Linked DNA regions of Rattus norvegicus: region 2 is linked to region 1. A link is a contact called in public Hi-C data. All regions are on one chromosome and are shown on one strand. The core of a region is the stretch at or near the end of the contact, and the rest is flanking DNA. Distances in the headings are between cores, read along the strand shown. Region 1 overlaps Sox30 (SRY-box transcription factor 30). Region 2 overlaps Cyfip2 (cytoplasmic FMR1 interacting protein 2).

Region 1 (7,787 bases), core at 1,476-3,975:
TTTGTTTAGCCAAGCACTTAAGGTAAGTATTGCTGGAATCCATGTGTGAAATTCACCACCAGTAGTCACTTACCAGCATTTTCCAAAGTATTTACTGGGTGATGTCAGTAGACATTGTTAAAACAAAAGAGGCATCTCAAGCAGTAAGTGTGGAACCCTAAGGTGACATTATGAGGACTATCTTTCAAGTGGTTCATGACACCAGCTTCCAAAGTTGTCTGATCAAATTTAGCCAGAACATCTGAAGTGCTGGGGTCTAATTAGCGCACCCTGAGGAAATCCCTCTCTCCTTTCTAACTTGGCTTCTCAGGAAGGCACCATTCCTATCTCCTTGCAGTACAAAGGGTTTTTAATTTTCAAATACTGCACTTAAGTCTAGAGTCCTAAACACTTTGAGTGACGTCTGAAGCATAACAAATCCAACAAAATCCACCTTAACAAGAACAAACAAGACAGTGAGGCGGTCAGTCAGGAACCGCTTGTGTGGCTCTGAACACTGGGATTTCCCTCACTAGTGATAAACTGATACCCTTGGGGGTAGGTGTGTCTGTTTAATCTGCTGACCTCTCTAGTCATTCTTTGGTTTGAAACTTGTAAGGGAACAGGTGTGAGTACTTTGTGGGCTTGCATGATTATCTGAGGTTGGTCTTGCCTAAGTAATACACAGGTTTCTAATCCAATTTACACTGTGGTTCTTTCTATAAACAACCTGAACTCCTGACCTCTGATGCCAGCATGGAGAAGAGGTTATCAAGAGATTGCTTAATCCTACCTACTGCCTAGCTACTGTAGATGAGGCAGTGGTTAAAGGCATTTTCTGCTCTTCCAGAGGACCCAAGCTCGGTTCCTAGCCCCTATGTTGGATGGCTCACAACCTCTTATGACTCCAGCTCCATAAGATCCTATGCCCTCTCATGGTTTCCACTGCCATGGCTCACAATGGCACACACACAAACATATCACCACTGAATAATAATTCTTTTAAAACACAACTGTGGAAGAAATCAGAAGTGAAAGGCTACCCTGGAAACAGGTGATTTGGATAGTTAACTATGAACTTTACCTTTCTGTTGTTTTACACCGTGATTTCCTCAACCAATCTGTCTGCAAGATAAGGTCTATGATGAAAGCCTTTTAAGTGAGATGGGATAAAACAGGTCAAGCTGGGGGCTGGGGATTTAGCTCAGTGGTAGAGCGCTTACCTAGGAAGCGCAAGGCCCTGGGTTCGGTCCCCAGCTCCGGAAAAAAAAGAACCAAAAAAACAAAACAAAAAAAAAACAAAACAAAACAAAAAAAAAACAGGTCAAGCTGTTGTATACATTTCTCTGAGACATTAACTGTTTAATAGGTAGTTATATAATAATGTTCCTTTAGTTCACACATAAAATGACATATTTTTATCATCCAAGGAATTCTGGATTTGTTCTTTACATCAAAATTACCTGTGGTAAGCAATTAAAGAATATCAAAGCTGGAGAGATGGTTCAGTGGGGGAAGCTGCTTGCTCTGCAAACTTGAGGACCTGAGTTCATATTCTCAGTACGTATGTAAAAGCTAGGTGCAGGGGTGCACATCTGTAAACCAGAACTAGGTAAGATGGAGACAGTGGGCTCTGGGCTCAGTGAGACATGATTGAAAAAGATAACCATGCCATCCTCTGGCCTCCAGGCCTGCATTCATGGGTGCACACACACACAAGAGTATCAAACCTGAAAAAAATTATAGACGTGAAAACATTCTATCCACAACTTAAGGGTGCTGAAACACATCACCGACAGTAATTTTTAGTTTAGTAGCAAGGCTGCAGGATTCCAGCATTGAATGATACACCCTGAACCCCACTCTGTTCCATTATGGGATGATTATGGTTCCCAGTCGATCTGAAGTTCTAAAGCAAGTTTTCCTGGACATACTCTTGAGTCTTAAAAAATGTTCAGAGGTTTACCTCAGGAAACAAACATTTTCCCCAACAGCTTTGCAGTAATACTTTGCCATTAACTATGAGACAGCGACAACACGGGCTTCTTTCAAAAAATCTCACCTCTAACATCCAGCCACTGGAAGTTCACATTTATAAAGTTGAAGTAAGAAGACTTCTGTTTATACAATTTACACAGGTGCCTGAGTGAAGTGTCCTGATTTGTGGCAATTTCCCACCAATTCACTTTCTTCCTTGTAGATATCTTTTAAAATGATCTTAGCTCCGGCCATCTTACTCTACTCCGAAGGGGTCTACTTCATTTGCAGATGGATGCTTGCCAAGTTGTGACAAAACAAATGGCATTTTCGTTGGTTTTCACTGTGAGTTAAGTGTACAAGTGTCTAGAATTTTAAGTAAATTCCATGGTTTCCGATGAACCCAATAACCCCTTTGAGGATTATTTAAATCATATGCAGACTTGCATAACAACATTAGAATATACATACACATCTTTTATGGTACAATTTCAAATCTCTTGCAAACTGTGATGGCTTACACTGGTTGTTTACCTGACAGGATCTAGAATCACATGGAAGACATATTTCTGGCATGTCTGAGGAATTTTGTGTATCAGGTTAACTGAGAAGGGATGGCACACTCTAAATGTGGATAGCATCATCCATGGGCTGGGGTTTTCAACTTACAAAGAGGAAGCAAGCTTAACACCACTATTCATCTGCTGCTTCCTGAGCACAGCTGGAATGTGGCCAGCCACCTCATGGTCCTAACGTCATGCATTCCCCCATGATGCACTGCACCGTCAAACCATGAGGCAAAATAAATCCTTCCTTGAGTTGCTTTTCTTAGGTATTTTGTTGCAGCAATGACACACGTAATTGATACACGAATCACCAGGGCTCTGCACCACTCTGCTGGTGGCTGATAAGTATCTGCAAGTGGCATGGAAGCTACCACCCCAGCCAGCGCTCATCTCCCTCCTCTCAACAGAAAACATTTAACGAGAGCATTTTCATCTGTTTATTTAGTTACAACAACAATATAACAATGCATACCAAATGGGAAAGAGTTAAAATGATGACAAAATGTTCAGTAACAGAAATGACTATATCTGAAAGAACTGCCCAGGTGTCATTAAAATACATTTTAACTTATAATTGGTTATTAGTGTAAATTAAATTTAGCAACTGAGTTCTAGTCCATGTCTACAAGTTATCAAAAATATTTTCAAAATGTTACATAAAAACTGACAACATCCATAAATATATAAACACCAAAAATTTTTCAGAAAAATAAAATAATGTACCCTGAGATAAAATGCTAATCACACTTGCTGTGCAGATAGATACTCACATATGTCCTCCACGCCGCGGGGGCTTTCAGTATTTCGAATTTTCCAAGATAAAGGAATGCTATCACATGTTGGTGCAAATTTCAGCCACGATAGTAACTACTTTAGATTTTAAGATCCCTACGCTGAGGCATCCGGGAGTCCAGGGTCACTAAGGAGAACTTAGGAAGACATGAATGGCACTTGGTTCTGACTCCTCAGATCATGGCTGAAAACGCTCAGCAAAGCATTCTAGGCTTTTTTTTCTCACACCAACTGACCCAGATTATATTTTAAGAAATGTTTATTTTCTGCGCAAATTTGTTTTAAACTATAAATTCCTGAGCACTTTTTCTTCTTCCTCCTCATCGCTGTCAGTGACATTGACTTGCTGGACACCAGAGGGAGCTGATGCTGGGGCTGTGAAGACATTCTCCAAGGCTCCAATGTCCAGCGGAGGCATGGGATTCAAATACTCTTCCCCACTGTGGCCATGACTGTTGTAGTAAGGAGGCCCATCCATGCTCTCACAGCTCCGAGAATCTTCACTGTGTGTGTGCTCGTCTGGATAGTCTCTGAAAGGATAGTCTCTATTTAAAGCTGAAAATATAGCCTCATGTTTTTGGTACCTGTCTTCATAATAACCAAGACATTCTGGCATTGAACTGGGAAAATTTCCATAGCCAAAAGGAGGCCGACTATAAGGGCACGTGCTGTGACAGAAAAACAAACACAAACAGAAATTACATCAGATCTTGCCCACAGTGCGGGCTCACAGATTATGAGTTAACTGCATTCTCTTTAGGGCTTAGAAAGCATTTCTTTGACATCTTCCCACTGCCTATCGATCCCCACCCAAAACAGCAAAGGCAGTTTGGATGGCCACCGCCCACCCCCAACAGGATCACTGCTTCCTGGTTTCCAGCGCCTTACCTTTGATGACCAGGACCAAGACAGTCCCACCCTGGCCTCTGTACCATCTCACAGCATACGGAGTGTTGGAAATGGAAATACAATTATGTGACAATGAAAAGGGCAGGCTAACGTGTAAACTGTAAATGGCTGAAAGGGAAGGGCCGCTCAATACAAAGGTCTGGAACAGAAACCTCCAGCTTGATTTTACAAGGGACACAGTAACAAACCACACAGAATATTCTCAGTACTAGCAGGTATTAGAACTGATGCCACACTAGGCTTTCAAAGGGATTTTGCAAACAAACAAAAAGCACCATGGAGCAAGACTTTGAGAAAAAACTTCTGTAGTTTTACAACTGACTTTTGAAAGGCAAAGCTATTAATCTTGTTGCTCAAATCCAGTTGCCAATTCTCTTTAGGGATTAATCTCTTCTGAGGTGAACAGGAATTACACAGAATTTGGGCTCATGAGCGCCATCTAGTGACAGCTAACACAATGATCACATTCATTTGTAAAACTCATGGAATGCCAGTCACTCACTACCCTGGTACTAAAATCAAGAAAACTATAGACCCATATTTTGGATAAACATGGGACTTAATTTTTATAAACATCATAAAAATTTCTCAATAAAATACTCGTGACCTATATTTATTGGTACATGGAAAAGATCAAACTCCGTGATAAAATGTAATGTAAGGATTCAACATATACAAACCAGTAAGTATAACACAACATCACAATTCAGGACTGTGGTATATTTTCATCTCCGTACACAAAGAGTGTGAAATAAGATTCAATATTTTTTTCATGGCAAAACACTGTTACCAAATGATATATAGAAGGAAGTCTTCTAAATACTAAAGGCTATGTATACAAACCCCACAGCCGATATGACATCGAGCAAGGAAACTACAAGCATTTCCTCAAAGGTTATGAACCACAAAGGTACCTCATTTCACCACTCTTACTTAGCACAGCACTGAAGAGTCGCAGCATAAGTACCAGGAAAGAGAAACTAGAATATCTAGACTAGAAGGTAAATTATCCATATTTGCATGTGGCATGATTTTATATAGAGAAAAATCTAAATTCCCCATCAAGAAGTTAGAAGTGATATATAAATTTAGTAAAGCTGGAGAACATGCCTAGGCAGACAGAAATTGGGCTTTCTCTGTGCAGTCCTGGCTGCCCTTGAGCTTAGTATAAAACCATGGCTGACCTCAAACTTGCATTCTCCCACATCATTACCATGTGCCCTAGGATTCCAAACACAGGCCATACAGTGAAATTGCTGGAAAGGAAATTAAGAGATCAACCCATTCACCAAAGCCACAAAAATAAAACATGGACAAAGAAAACGCAGTCTTTTTACTACACAGTGCTGGAACAATTAAATCTACATGGACAGCAGAACAACACTGCATCCCATTCTCTTGCTGACAGTGGAGCAAAGGCCTACACAGAGAACACGAAATCATAACAGCACTGCAGGGAGCAGGAGGAAAGCATGCATATCTTGTTGTGATGCAGGGGATGACTTGGGTTTAATGACAGGACCCAAAGGCACAGACAAAAAAACAGAAAAATGGGACGATGAACTAAGAAGTTCTCACACAGTAAAGAGTGAGAGTACAGAGTGGGAAAAACACTTGAAAATTATTCATTCAACAATGGATCAATATTTAGAATACAGAGCCACTAAATACCAAAAAAGGAAATAATCAAATGGGTATATGGAAGTCCCCAACTAGGTAAGACACATTCCAAGCTGAGGTCACTATACTAGAAGATACTTATATTCCCATATTTCTTATTGCAGTATTCATTCACAAATACACAACCAATCCAATGCCCTCCAATGAATGAACAGATGATGATGCTGTGGTATCACTACACACTAGAATTCTATTCAGTCATCAAGAGAAGTCAATACTAAAAACTATTTGCAGCAACATGAGTAGAAATGGGAACTATGTTAAGTGAAAAAAGGCAGACAGGAATACACAGGACATGCTATCAATCATTTGTGGAAACTAGTAAGGTGGTCTTGGGGAAGAACAGCGGAATCTGATGGCTGGAGACTGGAAAGGGCGGAGGGTATGGCACTAAACCACAGAGTGGCAGATACTGGTTCTTTTCTAGAGCAACTAGGTAACTACTGGTTAAGACAATCTGTGCTGCATTTCAAATGACTGAAGAGTAAAATTCCAAGCACATAACACGATTACTACTTAGCGATGGAAATGTTTTATTATCCTTTATTTCATACTGTGTAAATGCACCAAGTTCCATAAAGTTGTACAAATATTAAGTCCCAAATACAAAGGAATGCTATTGTTAAGGCTTCACTCGTAGCTTCTGGATTCCTCCATCTAGGGCAGGGCCTACACACTTGTATTTTTCAAGTTCTAGTGTATCTCAACCTTTCTAATGTTGTGGCCACTTAATACAGTTCCTCAGGTTATTGTGACCCCCAACCATACAATTATTTCATTGCTACTTCATAAATGTAATTTTACCACTTATGAAACAATGCAAATATACAATATACAACCCCCAAAGGGGTTGCAACCCACAGGTTGAGAACCACTGTTCTCTTGTGCAACCAGCATGCTGCCAAGAGCTGACTGCGCACTGGCTCAGCAGGAAGGGTGACAGAGACACAGCCATGCTAACACCATGGATCCATTAGCGTTCTTAATGTCACTAGAGAGAAAACCAGTTTTATGTACTCCTTCATGGAACATACTACCTATGAGATATCACTACAAAAAGGAGGAGGAGGGAAAAAGGGAGGCGGAAGTGGAAGAGGAGGGGAAGGAAGAAGAGGAAACAACAAAGAACTTGGATCTACATGTCGATGCCTCAGGATGTAAAACGCCACATCCAAGATGTGGATAAGCTCTTGTTTCTTAGTAAATACACAGCACTGAAGAAGGTGGAGAGCCACTGGCAAAAGCCGAGGAGACAATCCAATCAATGCGTAATTTGGTTGGCTCTTGATTTACACACAGCTTGTAAAAAGGTAGGTTTGAGACGATAAAGGAAAAGCAAAGGCAAAAGAATTGTTGGTTACTAAGGCACATGAAAATTTCAGTCATTTCATGAGCCTGTAACTAGTAAATCACGTGTCTGTGTGCGCGTGTGTGCGTGTGCGTGTGTGTGTGTGTGTGTCGTACATTCACTCCCTCTGGGGAAGGACGGCTGTATTGCGGTGCATGTGTGGGTTGGCTCTCTTTCCATCATGTAGTCCCCGGCTATGGAGCCATCTCCCCAGTACTGAGTCTTGTTTTGCTTTCGAGTTGGGGGTTTGCATAGGCTTCCTTCATAAACATTTCTGTTCTGCACAGTTGAAGTTAAAAGCATCCTGAAGTCTGAACCTTTGTGAACACTAACAGGAAGAAACAGATTAGATTTGGGTTTTGGGTGTGTGGATGAAGCATGACACTGTACTGCACTGTATGTGAGCTACATGAAACCTGATTGGCTCTAAAATACATCCTTGTTCCCAAAGTAAAGGGAAACTGAAGACGCAAGAATAGTAAAATGTCAGCCTCTGAAGCTAGGTGCCAGCATGTGGGGCACATTATGCTACACTG
Region 2 (7,787 bases), core at 1,763-4,262, 190 kb before region 1:
GCTGGGACCCAGAAGCCCGTGCAGCAGGAAGAACACGGTGAGTCCTGGGTGGACTTTTATCCGCCAAGAGAGACCCAGATGAGGAGGCAAACCACTGTTCATACTTTCCATGCAGAGGGTCGTGGTGGGTGTGGGAAGCCTGATTTCTGGCCTGTTCCACAGGAAACACACTAACAACATATGTGCCCATATAAGGGAATGTTTAGAGCTCTTGCTTGCTGGCTAGGCCTGGCCCCGAGCCCCCTTCATACCAGAAAGCCAGAGTCCAGATGGGGGTAGCGGGAGGCGCTTTGCTTCATTTGTAAGTCAGTTCTTCAGGCATCCTCGACAGAGACAGCCACCTAATACATGAATGGAATTTGCCTTTTTATTGCCTTAAGACTCGAAGCCAGATGTTGCTTAAGAAAACACTCTTTTGAGATTGGCCTCATGATTCTCTCTGGGAAGTCAGCTGAAAAATGGTCATTTTTTTTTAACCCAAGAGGAGAGCTTAATAGAGTCAAATGCCGTTTTCCACATAAATCTGACCTCATTACAATCACATGGACTTTTTCAATGTAAGCACGGCGAATCTTGGTAATTCCCTTTAGCCAAGAGAAGCCATGTCCTCGGCCTCAAAGGCTCAGCAAATTGCCAACATCCTGGGTTTTGGCGTTTGATGGAAGTCCTTCCGGCCCCTCGATTTTAAATGAAGTATAATAGGGAAAGAAAACATTAAAGCAGAAAACCGCGCAAAATTAACCTTCGGATGCTTTGAAGACTTTTGATGTGGGTTCCTTACAATAAATCAGTTTGGGATCCTGACACCAAACGCCTGTTCACTTTTACTTAATTCTGCTGACAACAAATAGTTGTACAGGAGGCCTGGGCCCTGTTAGCTCTCTAGGCCTCCCTCACCAGTGTGTTAGCGGGCGTCGCAGGAGCGATGCACAGTGCTGTGACACTGGGTCTGTGCAGGTGGTCACCAAGAGCAATTCTACTCCTCAGTGACACCCTGAGCACCTTCTGGAGAAGTAGAATGATCACGCCCCGGTCCCCAGCTGAGGCGACACCGATGCTTTCTCTTCTGAGACGGGCGTCTTCCTGTATACGCAGGGCGGGCCTCAGACTCCCCTCACGCCTTCCCCACTCTGCATTACTGGCTTTGGCACCCGTCCTGGCTTAAGCATTTCTCTTTGTAGTTTCTCGCTTTAGAAAACTCATCCTGAGGACTGGGGAGGTGGGTCCGAGGGTAAGGTAGAAGTGGGACAACTATGAAGACCTGAGTTCAGATCCCCAGAAGCACACATCAGTAACACCGATCGATGGTCCTTTGACAAGATGGGAGGTGGAGACGGCAGGATCCCCAGAAAGTCACAGGACTGGCCAGCCTGGAGTGCACAGCATTCAGTAAGAACCAGGGTCTAAGGCTAGAAAGTGAGGACCAACATCTAAGGCACCATACCTGCACCCTCATATACATGAACACACACACACTCACACACACTCTTACATACACACGATTATATTCTGACCTCTGCACATGCACCATCATCACATGAACACACACACACACACACACACACACACATGATTGCACTCTGACCTCTACATATGCACTGTCACATACACAAGCACACATGCACACAAAAGAACTTTTTAATTCATCATGGTTCAAAAGCTATAAAAATATTTTATGAACAGATGAGACTTTGATGACACTTCCTGTGCTGGTGAGAAGTCTTTACCCTTAGCTGATCTCGGTGCTTGGTGTTGAAGGTAATTTGCACAGCAGTGGGGCCTGGCTTTCGTCTGTGATTCAGAACAGTGACAAGCACGGTGACAGACTATCCCTGACTTTCCAGGGAAGGTCTAAGGCTAGTCATCCTGCAGCAATGGAGGAGGGGAAAGAAAAACCAACCAGGAATCAAAAAAGTCAGGAAAAGAGGCCGTGGGTGGTTATATCAATTAAAACACAGCAGGAAGACACAGGCGGAAGTGATGAAAACTTGTGTTTCTTCCAGCCACCTCCATTACATGGGAGGTTCTCTTTGGTAGCATGTACCTCTGAGCCACTTCTGTCTCGTTTGTAAAACTCAAGCCTCTGCTAATACTGAACTCTGCCCTAGCTATCTGATTCTTTACCAGGAAGTGTAAGAAAAGTGTAAGAAAAAGTGTAAGTCAAGAGCAAGAAAATCCTAACGGACTGCAGAGTTGTTCAATCCAGATTAGAAAGAGGCCATCTGGGACCTACAGGGAGTTCCAGGTCACAGCTAGATGACTTGCCTTCCATTTTGGGGACTTTTATGGGAAAACAAACAGACAAACAAACAAACCAAATCCTTTCTCATTGTGCTCAATATGGGGAAATACTTACACATAACTCCTCTGACGGCCACGCCTTTTTCATGGCAGAGCTGAGGCAGGAGCATGCTAAAAGGAAGCTTTATGGAGCCAGGTGTAGCAGCACACACCTGTCACCCCAGCACCTGGAGAGCTGCAGCAAAAGAATTCAGAGTTCAAGGGTATCTTTGGTTAGGTATTGAGTTCAAGGCCAGCCTTAACTACCTGAGACACAGGAAAGAATGAGAAGGCGGTGGTGGTTGATTTGGGTGGTGGGTAGGTAGAGTGGTAGGCCACAAAACGACACAGCCAGTTTCTCCAGGGAACATCAAAAGAATCTTTAAACAAGTCCAGTTCAGTTGTATTGCTCTGCCTTAAAACTTCATCGTACTGAAAATTCAAACTCAGCCCTGACCCACAGGCCCTCCACCAGCCCTCCCATCGCCTCCCTCTGCTCCGAGGTCTAGCCACATGGCTACGTCTGCAGGTGAAGATGGCTAGATAAACTGAGGCTCATTCTCTACAGGTCTGCGTCAGCGCAGGGCCAGATCCTACTGTCCTTGAGAGTCACTGGCTTCATGTCACCGTCACCATAACACGCATGCATCTCCTCCAGGAACCTGCTAGCACAGTGACTAAATTCTGTGATTCACTACTGGTTTGAACTGTCCTGACCTCAGTGGCCACAGTAACATGGCTGCAGATTGCTATGCCCTTATATGCACCCCAACTGACGCACGTACAGAATTCCCACTTGGCTTGTGTCCTCCTCTGTTCTTAGAAGGACCGTGTGTCAGGTCTGCCCCACTCACTACTCCTCCAGCACCCTGCAGAGCCTGGAGCATACTCTGTCCTACTGCTGAGTGGGTGAAAGGCTTAAATCCCCTCTGCCCAGACTCCGTCCTAGCGCTCAGTGTGTGGTACTGTATTTTTCATCTCCTGGATGGTATTGAACCTCTGTACAAGACATACAATGGTCCCTAGTCAGTGTTCGCAGGGTCATTGATTAGCCTTGCGTCGGAAGCACGGACTACGGCTGGTGAGTTCATTCTGCAGCTTAGTGTGAGACCTGAATAAATGGAGCAGTTTTCTAGTCTTGGAAAAAAAAATATATATATATGGCAGATACTGGAGGGGCTTGGAAGCTCCTAGAGCAGTGGTTCTCAGACCATGGGCCCTTTGGGGGTCAAAAGACCCCTTCACAGGGGCTGCCTGAAACATATATTTGTATTATGATTCATAACAGTTGCACAGTCACACTTATGAAACAGCAACAAGTGTCACCACCTCCCACTCCTGAGGCCTGTGCCCTTGTGTTATCACAGCAGTGGGTTTTTTTTTTTTTAATAATATTTATATTTTTGTTCTGTGTCTGTGACGTGCCCCGCGTGTGGCCTAAAACAAAACCAAATGCTGTTATCAGCACACCTACGCGAACAGCACTCCTGGCTGTCGGCTGCTCACAGATACCGGAGGCTTTTGATTTTAAAATTCCACGTTAGTTGTTTCCGTTGTCTTTTCCTGTAAATTTAGTTTTCAGAGTTACACGCGGTTGATGAAGAAAATATAGTTATTATATACATACAGGGTAGAAAAAAAACCTGAAAATTTACTAAATGAGGCATTTGTTAAAAATATTTCATAGTTCAGGTTGAAAAGAACTTATTTCCATCAGTCATGGAGAGAAACTTCCAGGCTTGCATAGGAAGACCCAAACTCCCAAACTCGAGAGAGATTCGAATGTGTCTCTTATCCCTCACATGCCTACACACCTAACTTAAAAAAAAAAAAAGTGAAGACAGGGTTTCCTGCAGTCCACATTGGCATGTAGCCAGGGAGGGCCTTCAACTCCTGATCCTCCTGCCTCCACCTCCCACTCACTAGGTTGGAGACAAGCCCGCCATCACCTAAACTACATCCCAGCCCCCAACATTCAGCTTTTATTGTGTGATTAGTGATCACGTGTTATATAACCAACACTGTGCTCCTGTTTTGGTGGGGTAGCAAAAAAGGCAGACCAACCTGTACAGGAAGGTTGTCTGTACTTTAGGGAGGTTGGATTACAGTGAGAGGTACGTATTCAATCACCATGTGCTGTATAAAACACAGACTGAGCTCAAATTTGGAAAGGGGAACAAACATGATTTTTTTTTCTTTTTTTCGGAGCGGGGGACTGAACCCAGGGCCTTGCGCTGAGCTAAATCCCCAACCCCACAAATATGATTCTTAAAGGACACTTAATGCCACAGTGGGTAAGGGGATCAAGGGCCTTCGAGAAGTATCCTTCAGGGGGTGGTGTTGGAATTGAAAGCTAGAAAAAGGGAACTCCCTGAACTGAGGAGAGAGGTGGGTTCAAGAGCATGCTGGAGAAGAGAAAAAGCTTCCGTGGTGGACACAGAGCCAGGGACATGTGTTAAGACCAGTGTTGGGTGGAATTCACAGGCCAGGAAAGGACCTTGTCCAGTGGGGAGCGGCCTGCTAGGCTCCTGATAGATACTTTGAGATACTGATGAGAGGAGAGGGAAGCCAGCCGTCAGCCCAGCCTCCACAATGGAAGCTTGTTCTGCCCTTCACACAGGCCTTTGTCTGCCCACTGGCTGTTTGTATCTGTGGCAATGATCTCAGCTAATGAACAGCAAGCAAGTCTCTCCCACACAAGGTGTGTAGCCACCTCCTCATACAAATGGACACTTAGTTCCTCCTCCCGGACCTTCCTGCTTTCTGTCAGAAGGACGCTCCTCGATCGCCTTCTCAACCTCCATGGCCAAACAGCACTATAAAGTAAAAATCAGGCAGGCAGGCAGGGTACCCACATCCAAGAGTCCCTGAGCCTCTAGTTTGCAAGCTTTGGGCAGAGAGGGCTTCATCTCCTGCAGAGAGTCAAAGTTTCCTGTGTAAAATAAACTTGAGCTACTGTGTTGTTCGTCTAGAGCCATCTCTTCCTTTCTCTGAGCTCTCGGGTTGTTCCTAAGATCGTCTATCCACAGGAACGGAGTAGAAGGTGATGATTCAGGTGTGGACAGCCTTCTAGCAACACCCCTAAGGGCAAGAGAATGTTTCATAAGAAAGAAAGACTGTGAGTGACTGACTGTGGTGACTGGGTCAAGTGTGCTTGCAATAAGCTAAATATCTCCTCTCTACGGAGAACGCAATCTACACTCAGCCCATGCCATTGGGCCCCACATGATGTCATGCAGGGTATACTGTGAGCCCCATTGTGGCTCTACTCCAGCTTGTTGGCCGCCCACGGCCTTCGCACTGGAATGCGCTCACCTGAGTCTATGTGGCTACCTTCCTCCATGTCTGTCCTATGTTCAGCTTTTACTCCTCCCTAGGGAATTTTCTAAGTGACCCAAATTAGTTCTTGCCTCCTTCTTGGTCCCTCTCTTGAGCGATCACTATCTGACATTTTCTTTGTGTTCACAAGTCTTTACAGGGATTTAAATGGCACAAGAGCCCAGATCTAGTCTAACTTGTTCGACATCATGTCCGCCTAGCCTAGAACCGTGCCTGGTATTTTATAAATATCTGTTGGGTGAATGGAGGGATGGGTGGCAGTTTTCTCATGCTCGGATAACTATCACGTGGACAGACGGCTTCATTTATTCACGTGGGGTAGCAAGCATTTACCTACATAGGTGAGTACTGATAAATTATCGTCTGCAAGGCATTTAATCATAAGCGATTGCTGGGAGTGAGATGAAAAACAGAAATGCTTCCTCATGGCCCTTAAGGAAGGATAGTGTTATAGTAAGAGTCAAGGAAAGAGTCAAGAGACGTAGAACAACAGATGGGAGTCAAACGATAAACAGAGAGGAAAATCACCATCCGAGGGACAGTCAGGAGTGCCACCTGCAGGGATGCCGAAAGAGGGACTCGGAAGGGATTCGATCTCCAATTTCCTGAAGATATTTCAGGATTCCTCTCTCGTTGCCGCTCTTCCAGATGCCCCGGATGGGAGGGCTCCATCCAGATGGTGTTAGAGTCAGCCCAAGAGCCCCTCTAGTCCTGAGTTTCCTCTGCTTCTTATAACTCCTAAGAGTTAAGTTTGACTACATCCTGGATCTCATCTCGTGTGGTGCCCACAAAAGAAAGGAGGGGGAGACACACAGTAGAGGGGGCCTTCAGCTGCCCCCCGACCCTCATGCGCCTTGTCCTGAAATCAGCAATCAGAGGCTGGTCCTTAACTAAGTCTGTTAGTCAAGTCTTCCCTTTAACCCTAATCAACTGTACCCTCCCATCCCTGTGGTACAGGCTTCCTTTTGTGTGTAACCTGTGTTCAGCAAAACCTACGTTCTAGGTTCTCTTCTCTTGCTGGTTATCTATTATGATGAAAACTGATCCAGCGACACAGACATTTGCTCAGAGCCATTCTGGATAACCAGGATTCACCAAAATACACACACACACACATACACACACATGTGCATGTACATATGTGCCCCCCACACACACACACACCAGTGATCCTCAGACATCACTCCTCTAGAGCAGTCCACCTTATTTCTGAGATAAGGTAGCTCACTGGGTGTACGAGGCTAGCTGGCCAACATGTCCAGGAATCTAACTTTGCCTTGCCAGTGCCGGGATTATATGCACAGATTACCACGCTTGACTTTTTACATACGTGCTGGGGCTCAGGTCCAGCACCTTGCCAACTGAGACAGCTTCCCCTACCCCACCCTCCACTGTGTCTCAGCTATCTTCTTTATTCCTGTAGACCTCATGACCAGCCAACCAGAGTGAGGTAGCCCTCAGCGTTGTCCAGGCCCTCTAACCTTCATTCATCTTAATCCTTCAGCAAAATCCTTGTATGGTGATGGGTAAAAATGGTTTGGGCTCTCATGAGCTAGGCGTAAGAGGCTATGGACTTTCTCTGTCCTCACTACAGCCTGTCCTCATTGTGATGATGAGTAGACTCGAAGAAACCAGCAAGCTACCACTGCTGTTAAGAATTCCCAGAACTTGAGCACTCGAGCCAGCAGAACTGGGGTCGAGATTTTAGGAGTGAATTCTAATTTAATGTGACAATCATTTTCTCTCCCCCCCCCCCCAATCTCTGCAGTCTCAAGAGGAAGTCTGTGATTTGCTCCATGCCGCACCCTTCCAAAACATTCTGCCTCGGGTCTATATCAAAGGTAAGAAACCACCAGCTGCAGTGACAGCCTTCTTACATTTGATTAATGCTCGCTTTACAAGAATATTGGTGTGAGTATGGACACACATGTGCCATGGGAGGCCAGGGGACACCCCAAGTGACATCTTCAGCTTTCAGTATGAGACAGGGCCTCTTTGTGGTTTGCCATTACGTGTGCCAGGTTAGGTGGCCTGAAAACTTCTAGGAAGTCTCCCGTCTCCACCTCCTTTACCATAGGAAATCTGGGTTTACAGATGTGTACTACGTGGTCCAACTTTTTATATGTTCCTGGAGATTCCAACTCAGGTCCTCACACATCCCCCACTTC

What was found. Hi-C and Micro-C count contacts between places; a contact is called where the count stands out from the background.
Region 2: a Hi-C map of the A7r5 cell line shows a contact between it and region 1, with 4 times the contacts expected there. The contact joins two enhancer-like sites. A contact is called at or near these places in 11 of 12 Hi-C or Micro-C datasets (the A7r5 cell line, the Rat2 cell line, Schwann cells and 7 more).

The regions. Positions count from the first base shown.
Region 1 is chr10:30,943,574-30,951,360 of GRCr8, reverse strand. It overlaps Sox30 (SRY-box transcription factor 30), which reads right to left. Exons shown (of 5, transcript NM_001427190.1): 5 at 2,946-3,982. The coding sequence ends at 3,601. Among named protein-coding and RNA genes, the nearest start is that of Sox30, 28 kb to the right of the region's middle. Within about 2 kb of position 2,725, at least 1 of the 93 cell types and tissues checked has an H3K27ac peak or open chromatin away from gene starts, as enhancers often do. A contact at or near this core is called in the A7r5 cell line, where this site is marked.
Region 2 is chr10:31,135,991-31,143,777 of GRCr8, reverse strand. It overlaps Cyfip2 (cytoplasmic FMR1 interacting protein 2), which reads left to right. Exons shown (of 30, transcript NM_001106996.1): 26 at 7,388-7,460. LOC134480683 (a long non-coding RNA gene) reads right to left here. Exons shown (of 2, transcript XR_010055338.1): 2 at 1-7,787. Among named protein-coding and RNA genes, the nearest start is that of Fndc9, 26 kb to the left of the region's middle. Within about 2 kb of position 3,012, at least 27 of the 93 cell types and tissues checked have an H3K27ac peak or open chromatin away from gene starts, as enhancers often do. A contact at or near this core is called in the A7r5 cell line, where this site is marked.